2 separate regions of the Gadus morhua genome follow, and region 1 is linked to region 2. A link is a contact called in public Hi-C data. All regions are on one chromosome and are shown on one strand. The core of a region is the stretch at or near the end of the contact, and the rest is flanking DNA. Distances in the headings are between cores, read along the strand shown.

What was found. A called contact is a pair of places that touch in the nucleus more often than the background predicts.
Region 1: a Hi-C map of heart shows a contact between it and region 2, with 6 times the contacts expected there. The contact joins the promoter of slc6a1l here to the promoter of tnni1d in region 2. A contact is called at or near these places in 3 of 6 Hi-C or Micro-C datasets (gill, gonad and heart).

Annotation. Positions count from the first base shown.
Region 1 is chr19:16,975,954-16,981,265 of gadMor3.0, forward strand. slc6a1l (solute carrier family 6 member 1, like) reads right to left here and starts at 3,303. Exons shown (of 15, transcript XM_030342393.1): 1 at 2,926-3,303; 2 at 1-38.
Region 2 is chr19:16,843,963-16,849,389 of gadMor3.0, forward strand. tnni1d (troponin I, skeletal, slow d) reads left to right here and starts at 1,458. Exons shown (of 8, transcript XM_030341835.1): 1 at 1,458-1,516; 2 at 2,053-2,056; 3 at 2,368-2,415; 4 at 3,540-3,581; 5 at 4,281-4,412; 6 at 4,903-4,992; 7 at 5,151-5,333. The coding sequence starts at 2,392. It overlaps st8sia1 (ST8 alpha-N-acetyl-neuraminide alpha-2,8-sialyltransferase 1), which reads right to left and starts at 98. Exons shown (of 5, transcript XM_030341834.1): 1 at 1-98.

The DNA of each region.
Region 1 (5,312 bases), core at 2,053-4,552, 130 kb after region 2:
CAGACACACAGACGCAGATGTGTATGTGTCGGGCCAAGCTGTGGAACGATAAAGGAGAGTTGTGTGTGTGTGTGTGTGGTGGAGACGGAGTGTCGATTGGTTGCAGCGTCACTCAATAATAACTTTATTGGCGCTGCCGTCACCATGACAGCCGCGGGGCAGATACAATGATCCATTTCCACTGAGGAATTGGGTCAGGGGTGCAATTGGTAAAGTCGGCCTAGGGCAGAAGAGGTGTTCCCTTGGTCAGCCCGTCCGCTGGGTTTCTCCCCAGCCAGGCCCGGGAGGGTACAATCCATCCAGCATCTCCCAGGTCGTCTTCCCCTCCAGATGGGAGTTGTGAATTGAAGCGGTCCCATTTTTAGGTGGGGTGGGAGACTTTGTACAATCTCTGGGTGAAGCCATTGTTTTTAGTTCTGCCTTCCAGGTCCCCGTCCCGGTCCAAGGGGGTTGTCATTGTTTCCCCCGCAGAGATTCTAGCAGATCTCACCCCTGTATCACAGAGAGCTGGGGGCTCCTGCCACCCCTCAAACGAGTAAACCCGCAAACTCTCCCTCTCCTAAGATGCTTCAGGTCTAAGGTGAGGACAGGTTACAGAGAAGGACCAGTTCACTGCTATTAACACATTTGTATATGTGGTACTGTGAGAGAAGGGTCCAGTATATTCAAGGTAACTTTAAGTCCCCACCTGGGGTCTCATTTATAAAACTGTGCGTGGGATCGTTACTAAAAATGTGCGTACGCCCAGAAGCCAAGTTTTGCGTGCGCCAAAAAATATTCGGATTTATAAAACACTGCGTACGCACACCTGTACGCAATCTTTGCTTTATAAATCACATACTGACTATAATTGTGCGCAGCTGAATCAGCTTCACGTTCCGCCCTCTACACGCCCCTTTTTAACCATAAATGGTCAATGCAAATGACCTCATGAATGCGATCTGCATATAAAACAGACTCAGATGCCGGTATTATGTCTTGTTGGAAATAATGGCAGAAGTACTGAGAAAATCAAAAAAGCGAAATTTCACGGAGGTTGAAGTGGAGACACTTGTGGGTGAGATGGAGGCCCGAAAGGTAGTTTTGTTCGGCGGTCATGGGATTGGAATCGCCAACAACAAAAAGCAGAGTGAGGGGCAACATGTTGCTGTAGCAGTGAACTCTGTCAGTAGCACGGAGCGCACAGTCCCAGAATTAAAAAAGAAGTGGTCTGACATAGAGTTACATATTTTTATGTAGCCTACCAATAAGTCGTTATGGTCCCTAAATACCCTCTCCCTCCGAATCCTGCATGGTCCGCCAGAAGTGCCATATGGTGCAGCATTACCACGGCGCTCACCTCTGTATTTATAGGGTTACGGTAATAAGACTGACGAGAACGCCTTGGATAATCAGTTTGTAATTACCCACGTAAAATGTTCTTGAACATAACCCCTTTTTAATGCCTGATTTGTCATGAAAAGCATCAAGAGTAACGGACAACGATTGTGATGAGTGTGGATTGGTTTTTCACACTTGGGATTTAATTGACATTTGATCATGTGTTTACAGTGTCACATAAAAATATTATGTTATTGACACATGTTGGACCGATGCTTTATTCCATGCAGTCGCGCCGTCAGTGGACAGTATGGAGTGACGGGATTAAATATAGAGAATTTATTTTTATTTCTATTCTAAGGAGATATTTCTGGAGTTATAACTGAGAAATAACGCAGTGGACTTAAATTATTCTGATTAGGATTTAACGCATGATACGGGTTGAAATTAAATTGATGAAGGGCGATGATAAAACATAATCGTTCTTCTCACTCTGCAATTCTTCGGTCTGACTTCAGTTCACCACCACACCGTCTGTGTCGCCAATTCTCCTTTTCCTCCAAACCATGCGTACGCATGGGTCAGAGTTTGCTTAGGGCTGCGCACATTTTCCCGTCAAGTTGGATTTTTATAGATCACAACCTTGGCGTGAAAAGTCACGTACGCAACTTTCAGCCCCGTTTTGTGCGTACGCAACGGTTATAAATGAGACCCCTGGACTGACACACGTGGTGTACTGATCTAAGATAGGGCTACGATCTACCACAATGCTGAGCCAGAGAGAGCATCTGGATAATGATCGATGTTTCCGTTTAGTAGATGGTCTATGATTGCATCCTAATCAAATCTTATTCATAAGACTTGTTCAGAAGACTCTAATTTGAGACTGGTTTAAAATATAACACTGGTTCTCATATACTAAATTCAAGTAAGTTGCTCCTGAGCAAATTCTGTGTAAATCATGTTTCCATTTTTGTTACTGTTTCCAAAATAGTAACATAAATACTTTATGGGAGCGATGTTTTGAAATTCCCCCTTTCTATATATCCAATTAAAAATGAATCAATACTTTCACTAGCCCTTTGAAGCTTTCATTTAAATATTTTTTTCTGAAGAGGACGGATATACATAATGCAATAGCTATTGTGCCATTGCGTCCAAAGGGCTCAATTCAGAGAATATAGTTGTTTATTCATTTTTCAGTTGACGGTCAAGTTAGTAATAATTAAAGCACTATTGATTGAACTTTTTAGAAAACACTCCTGTAGAGACCACTGCAGGCCATACACCAAAATAAAAGGAAAATGTAACTAAATTGGTTCATCATAGTGCATCATCCTCTTTTATTTAAGAGGTAATGCACAAAAATACACATTCCTCACATATTGCTGAATGCACCACACTGTACTGAATGTATCCACCAACTCTTGAAAAAAGTCCTGGAATAAAAAGGAATTTGATTTCTTTCACTATGTTCCCTCCGTCCACAATAAACCCCTTGCATCTAAACATATTTTATTAATAAACATTTTGTGGAGCATAGATTGGCCTTCAGCACAAATACATAGTTTGAGTTCTAGCCAATAGGAGGACAGCGACACCCACCTGAGAACCGCTCCAAGGACCTGCTCAGCTCAGCGGCATCACCTCCTCGTGGTTCCGTTTACGCTCGACTTCCGAAAAACGTCCGTAAACACGTCGGGGCGAGCAGTAAATCCAGATTGAGCGCCGCCTGTGAAACGCTTCCAGCAGCTCTGCCCTATACGCTCAGTCTCAGCGCTCTCGGTCCTCAGTGTGGTTTTTTTTCCCCTGCCTTTCACATTTCACTTTCCCCTCTCCGCCGGCTCTCGGACTTCCTCTGTGCGTGCCCCCTGGCCGTTCCTGCTATTGACCGACTGATAATAAAGTTTCGACCTGTTGTCGGATTTGATTACTGCTCATACCCAGAGGCAAGTGGGAGACGGTCAATCACCCAGCTCTATATGGTGGCAGGGCTGCCCTCAGTGGGTGTGGGTGACGTGTGTGTGTGTGTGTGTGTGTGTGTGTGTGTGTGTGTGTGTGTGTGTGTGTGTGTGTGTGTGTGTGTGTGTGTGTGTGTGTGTGTGTGTGTTTTTGTATCCGGGCGCATGTGTGTGTGTATCATCGTGTGTACGTGCATCAAAGCAAGGGGCAAGGGTGTGTGTGCGCGTGCGTGCATCTCAGCATGTGCATTCGTGTGTGTGTGTGTGTGTGTGTGTGTGTGTGTGTGTTGGATGCTGGCCGTCATCTCTGGGCAAGAAGCAAAGCCTTCTGCTGACTTCCTCAGACAGTTGCCAAATGGACCACAACACACAAACACACACACACACACACACACACACACAGGCCTGCACCAAGGCGTACACAATCACACAGTCCTAATAGTCCGAATGCTCCCATTAATAAACTGTAAAATAAATAAATTAACACAATTATAGCTGTAATCACTTTACTTGTAACATAAGTCATTCAAAGTTTCCAAAAAGAAGCCTTATCAAGGTAAATGCTGAACACCTGACTCCCAGGGAAATATACGATTTATCTTTATGTATTTGTTTTGTCTTTGACGGTTCAAATATACTCCTATACATTCCAGATAGCATGTACATTAGCTACATGATATCAATGCTGTATATTACAGATAGCATGTGTACTGCACCTAATGCCAAAATGTAGTTGTCTACATCACAGTTAACAGGATCTTGAACCTACTACAGCTTAGCTCTACACTGTGCATCAAAGATAGAATGAATCGGCTACTATAGATACAGGCTATAGTCTATCAGAATATACATCACAGATAGCAAAACCTAAAAGCACAACGCAACCCTAAAGGCCTTAATCCGAAAACCCTGAAAGAAATCATGCGACACCAATCGAACATAGGGCATGTACATCTTGTAAATGAACCGTGAAATGATTTGGCATCATTGGATGACATTGTTGTGTTTGAAAGTCTTTCTCATGTGACTAATTACCCTAGGTTACAGTGTACAATCAGCTCGCTCTCTCTCTCTCTCTCTCTCTCTCTCTCTCTCTCTCTCTCTCTCTCTCTCTCTCTCTCTCTCTCTCTCTCTCTCTCTCTCTCTCTCTCTCTCTCTCTCTCTCTCTCTCTCTCTCTCTCTCTCTCTCTCTCTCTCTCTCTCTCTCTCTCTCTCTCTCTCTCTCTCTCTCTCTCTCTCTCACCCCCCCCTTCCCCTGATAGATTTCACACCGTTGCCTCAAAGTGTATCGTCAGCCAAAAGCTCAGAGTGAGTCATAGTAAAAAAAAGCATAATAGGCAATCGAGCCGAAGCCTAATCCCATCGCGGAGGATCCCACCACTCTATTACAGCGCCGTGTTTTAACGCCTGAGCATTTATCAGGAAGCTGTTAGTCATTCCGGTCCCAAAAAACGGTGATGGAGAGAGAGGGTCAGGTGTTGGAGACGGGCCTGGCTCAGCGCACATAAGTTATCTACTTTATATCTTCTCTCATTCCAATCACGTCTATGGAGAGTTTTTGCTGAGCTCAACAAACAGGATTGCAGGCTTCATGAGGCACCGAGGAAGAGGTATGAGGCTGCATGACAAGATGGAGCCATTGTGTAGCCCCCTGCCACACGGTCAACCCTTTGGATTCTCACGTATGAAATGAGAGAGAAATGGCCGCATGATTTCTTTATTCTCCCATGGAAGCGAATAAGTGAAGTAATCCTTATAATATACGTATCATAAAATAACTAGCTGAAGAGGAAATAAACGGCGTAAATATCTTTCTAAAGATTAAAAGATAATAGCTCATGTTATACGCAAAGAAAATGACTAAGAACCTTTTGGTTAAAGGTGCATTGCAAGAAGCTATAACAGTATTCCTTTGTGGACAGACTGCATCCTTTGCAGATGAAAATTGGTTTTCCAATCAACCTCCACTTTGTAGAGTTATTTCTGTTTATCTTATTGGCCGACCAGACTCTGTTCCCTAACACTCTGTGA
Region 2 (5,427 bases), core at 208-2,707:
CTGGATGTTGGGGGGCCGTGAAAGTACATTGGGCATAATATATTAGGACTCTCTCCTCCTCCTCCTCCTCCTCCTCCGCCTGCTCCCCAACACCCCCTCCCCCGACTAAACCCTCCCTCTCACAGACAAAGTGCTTCTTTTGTGCTCCTGAAAGCCTGCAGCCTGCAGCTCGATTCCCGCCGAGATCCGCCGCAAATGCGGTGCAATGCTGCCCCTATCTGGCCGTTTGGATTTGAATTGAATTCAACGGATCTTCTGACCGGGTGGACCGCGATGCTGATGCGTTCGTCGTTGTTGTGGTTGCTGATGGTAACGGTGATTGCGACACATTTTCAAATATTTTTTTGATTACGTTTAAACGTGTTCTAGGGTCAAGGAAACGGATGTTAAGCGCTGATATTAGTTTGCCGTCAATCGAGTTTGGCGGACACTGATGAAGGACGCAAAGTAACCGCATGATGGCGACTCAGTGTCAACAGATAGAGCTTGTGACACTAAATAATGTGTATTGAATATGGCTATCTTATTAATACATTTATGAAAGAATGTAAGAATTCGTCTTTCCAACCCTTTGGATTGAAAACTACCTGTGTCACAAATGTGTTGGATGTTTAGTAGGCTATAAGATGCACCCAAAACACCTGTGCATTCAAAGATTCGAGTTACAATTATTTATTTGCGCGGTGCCCGGTGTCGGGGCGCAGTGCCCGGTGTCGGGGCGCGGTGCCCGGTGTCGGGGCCCTCTGTGCTTCTCTACATGCGTTGGGAAAGGAAGATCTCCAGGGCCATTTGGATCACTTTACTACTGTCCCTATTTCACAGAGCCAGTGTGGCGCTGTATATATATATATATATATATATATCTCTATCAATACCATAGATTGAAACGGGCTGCGTTTGTGGATAGGTGGCTGAGCCTCAAGAAATCCTTAAAAAGTTGAGTTATCAAGACACACTGAACACATCCTAATGTCTCTCATAATCCTCGCAGACACCAGGGGCTGTGGTCTGGGGGGGGGGGGGGGTTGACAGATAAAGGGGAGAGAGAGGGGTTGATGGAGGGCCAGAGAGAGAGGAGATGAGAGGGGGGGAGAGGAAGAGGAGAGGCAGAGAGAGGAGAGGTGATGAGAGGGAGAGAGAGAATTGGGAGAGGGGGGGGGGGGGGGGGGGGGGGCAAAGACAGTATGATTATCTATGGCAACAGAAGCTGATACACGGGGCAATACCATTTAAGTAATGCCCCCACCGATTTATTATTACCCCATTACAATGTGTCTGACTGTTGTCCCAGCAGTGTCTGGGAACATGCTCTTTCCAGCTGGGCTTCCTGCCACCACATTCCTCCTGCCGGCTCTATATATGCAACACTGCCCCCCTCCACACACACTCACTCACCCACCACCCACCACCCCCACCCCCCCCCTAGCCCCCGCAGGCTCCCCCTATAAGACCCCTCATTGTCTGTCTGCTCCTTTGTTTGGCTACTCACTAGACAGCTCACACCCGACCAATACAGGTAACTGAGTGTTAAATGTATACCATCGAAATGAGCAATAGAAAATGTTCATAGTGGATTTGGTTTTCGATAGACTTTTAATATTTGACTGACTATGTGTTTAACAATCGAAAGAAGTTGGCCTTTTCGTGTTTCCAGTTTCAAACGTTTATTCGTTTCGAGGATTTGTTATCTGGTTAATGTTGAGGACGTTGAGGACGACGCTGGTGGACGCAGGATGCTGTTAATGCGTTCTGCTCCATGGGACTCGATGACATTGCAGGTTTAGGAAGATATTTCGGTCTCTTGTTAGGTTCTTCTATCTGAGAGTGTTTAACCGACTGTTTCTGCTGAGAGTGGCCTCTATAAAGGGGAAGCGAGTCCTACGTACACGTTCCAGCCCTCTGTTAAACGATGTCCGAGGCTACACCACTTGATCATGTTACATTGATGCACAATTATGGGATGGAAAAATATTGCTCATTCCAAAAGGCTCTAATGCACTAATGTTTCCCTTCTCCCCTCATGCGTCTTTGGCCTGAACGCTGGACTTACAGTGAGGTAAGAGAGGAGTGAGTGTGTGTGGCCCACATCATGTGTTTGTATTCATGATGTTTGTTGGAATAAGTTAATAGTAGTAATAGTTAGTAGTCCTAGAACTGCAGTGATGCTAATCGATTCGATTCGAAAGACATTGTGAGGTTGAGGTCGTGTGAAGTTATCGTAGTTCATCTGTGATGTTATTTATTGAATGTATTGATCCCACGTGATCGCTGCCTCGTAATCCAACTGAAGCACAGAATAGACCTGCCATTTGGTGAAGGTGTGTCTGTGTGTGTGTGTGTGTGTGTGTGTGTCTCCATGTGGCGTAGAGTGACACCCCGCCAACCGGAACAATGAATCCAAAGCTGGTGGTTAAGGTGAGCGGCCAACGGTCGGCCCCATGCTAATCCAACCCACATTAAGACCAGCACAGCCGGTCCCTGCATGGCTCATCAGAATGGAAACCAGGACGGGGACATGGCAGAGAGACAGAGAGAGAGAGAGAGAGAGAGAGAGAGAGAGAGAGAGAGAGAGAGAGAGAGAGAGAGAGAGAGAGAGAGAGAGAGAGAGAGAGAGAGAGAGAGGGGGGGGGGGGGGGAGAGGAGAGAGAGTGAGGGGGAGAGAGACAGACAGACAGACAGACAGACAGACAGACAGACAGAGACATATACAGAGAAATAGATGGCGAGAGAGACAGGGTCAGATAGAGACAAAGACAGAGTGGCAGTGTGGCCTGCCATCGTTGCTTGGCAGAGGGACAGAGGGAGAGAGGGCTAGATACAGAGAGTGAGAGAGAGTGAGGCCTGGCACTCTATCTGTCAGAGAGAGAGACAGAGTGAGAGAGAGAAATCCAGGGAGACAGGGAGGGAGAGACAGAGAGAGTGAGGGGCCTGGCACTCTATCTGTCAGAGAGAGAGACAGAGTGAGAGAGAGACATCCAGGGAGACAGGGAGGGAGAGACAGAGAGAGTGAGGGGCCTGGCACTCTATCTGTCAGAGAGAGAGACAGAGTGAGAGAGAGACATCCAGGGAGACAGGGAGGGAGAGACAGAGAGAGTGAGGGGCCTGGCACTCAGAGTAATGGGTTGTTATCAGCCAGGCCCTGACATGGCAGCCTGCTTTCCACTTGACGCAATGCTATTAATAAAGTCCTATCTTATCATTATTAATATGCCACCCGGTTATAGCAAGTGGTCATGAACTTTAACCTAAAAATATGAATGTATTCATGAACAACCTTCACAGGTGCTCTTAGAGGTCTCAGAGCAATCATAAATGTAAGTGATGTGTAACGTGTTAGAAATGATGCATACAACAATAATTATAATGAATTTACGCACCCTGAATACAGCAGTATATTGCGCCTTTACGTATATGTACAATAGAAAAAAGTAAAAAACATGTGTTTCTATTATTTGAGTTGACCAACATATGCGTACAGTTAACTCTAGCAAACTAAAAAACTGCAGTGATTCATTGATCGATGTTTTCTTGGTCTCCAGCCCAAGTCGAAGATCTCAGCGTCTCGCAAGCTCTCCCTCAAAGTAAGTGACGTCTCCTCTCTCTATTCATTAGCACCGCATCGTTTCTGAATTCACTGCATTCGTCTCCTGTCTGTTCAAAGTCCCTCAAGTGCTTTTCAAAGATGTGCAGATTCTTTCCCCCAGAGCTCTGCTGCATTAGTCCCATGATTAGTTGGACTTAACGAGGCTTTCCTGTTCCTCAATTGTTTCTGTTCTGCACTGAACCTCCTCTTCCTCCCACCCCCCCTCCTCTTCCTCCCACACCCCCTCCTCCTCCCTCCTTCCTCTCACTCTTCCCTTCCTTCCTCCCACCCCCCCTCCTCCTCCCTCCTTCCTCTCACTCTTCCCTTCCTTCCTGCCACCCCCCCTCCTCCTCCCTCCTTCCTCTCACTCTTCGTTCCTCCCCTCCTCCCTCCCCCTCTCCCTCCTGCTCCTCCTCTTCCCTCCCTCCCACTCCTCCTCCCTCCCCCTCCTCCTCCTCCCACTCCTCCTCCCTCCCCCTCCCACTCCTCTTCCCTCCCCCTCCTCCTCCCTCCCCCTTCCCCTCCTCCCCCTCCCCCTCCTCCTCCCTCCCCCTCTCCCTCCTGCCCCTCCCCCTCCTCCTCCCTCCCTCCCACTCCCCCTCCCTCCTCCCTCCCCTCCCCCTCCTCCTCCCTCCCCTCCTCCTCCCTCCCCCTTCCCCTCCCTCCCTCCCCCTCCCCCCCCCTCCCCCTCCCCCAGATCCTGCTCCTCACCAGAGCGTGTGAGGCGTTGGAGTGTGAGCGTCAGGACCGTGAGGAGGAGAAGGAGCGCTACCTCGGGGAGAAGCTGCCCCCCCTGCAGCTGTCCGGGCTGAAGATGGAGGAACTACAAGTGAGTGGCCGGGATCCTAGCCCCCACCCCGGGGGGGTGGGCTGGACCACCACGGGGGGGTGGGCTGGACCACCACGAGGCTGGTGGAGCAGCTCGCCCCTGGGGGGGAGAGAGACACCGCAAAGGGGAGGAAACTAACAAACACGGCCGTAGAATAAGACGTTTTAGGGCTGAGGTGGGTAACAGAGTGAAAGGACAAGTTAACGTGGAGCTTAACTAGCGCACTACAAATTAAAACCGTCATACCATCCGTTCTTGAATTACTGAAATCATCCATCCATCTATGAATGGATGGATAAATGATGGATAGAAAGATACCTTTATTCATCCCAAAGGTAATCAGGTTTTTCAGTAGCGAACAGTGAGACAGAAGACAACAGAAAATAAACAAGTTATACGAAAACACACACGTTTTACTCATACAGGACACGGAGATAGGTTTAAAGACTTCTTTTGCTTTCCTAACATGCAAATATTTATTCCTTTCCAGAATCTATGCAAAGAGCTTCATTCAAAAATTGACCTTGCGGATGAGGAGCGATACGACTGCGAGCACAAAGTGATCAAACATAACAAAGATGTAAGTGACAGAATCGGTGATCAACCGTATTGACACTTCAATTGTTGTTCCAATCCCAACGTTTGCTTCATAGCTGAGCTAAAATCCCAAATCAATGTTTCTCTGAGGCCAAAAGATCATTAAAAAGATTAAAACCATGAGATTCTTGCCGGTTTCAGATCAGCGAACTGAAGATGAAGGTCCAGGACCTGGGAGGGAAGTTTAAGAAGCCGGCCCTGAGGAAGGTGAGGGTGTCGGCAGACGAGATGATGAGGGCCCTCCTGGGCTCCAAGCACAAGGGCTCCATGGACCTCAGGGCCAACCTGAAGTCTGTGAAGAAGGAGGACGTCAAAACAGACAAGGTACACCATCAGGGCCTTCCCACCGGGCCTCGTCTCAAACTTACCATGAGAAGCGCTTATTTACGACCGTAGAAGTAACCTTTCCTGAGTTTCC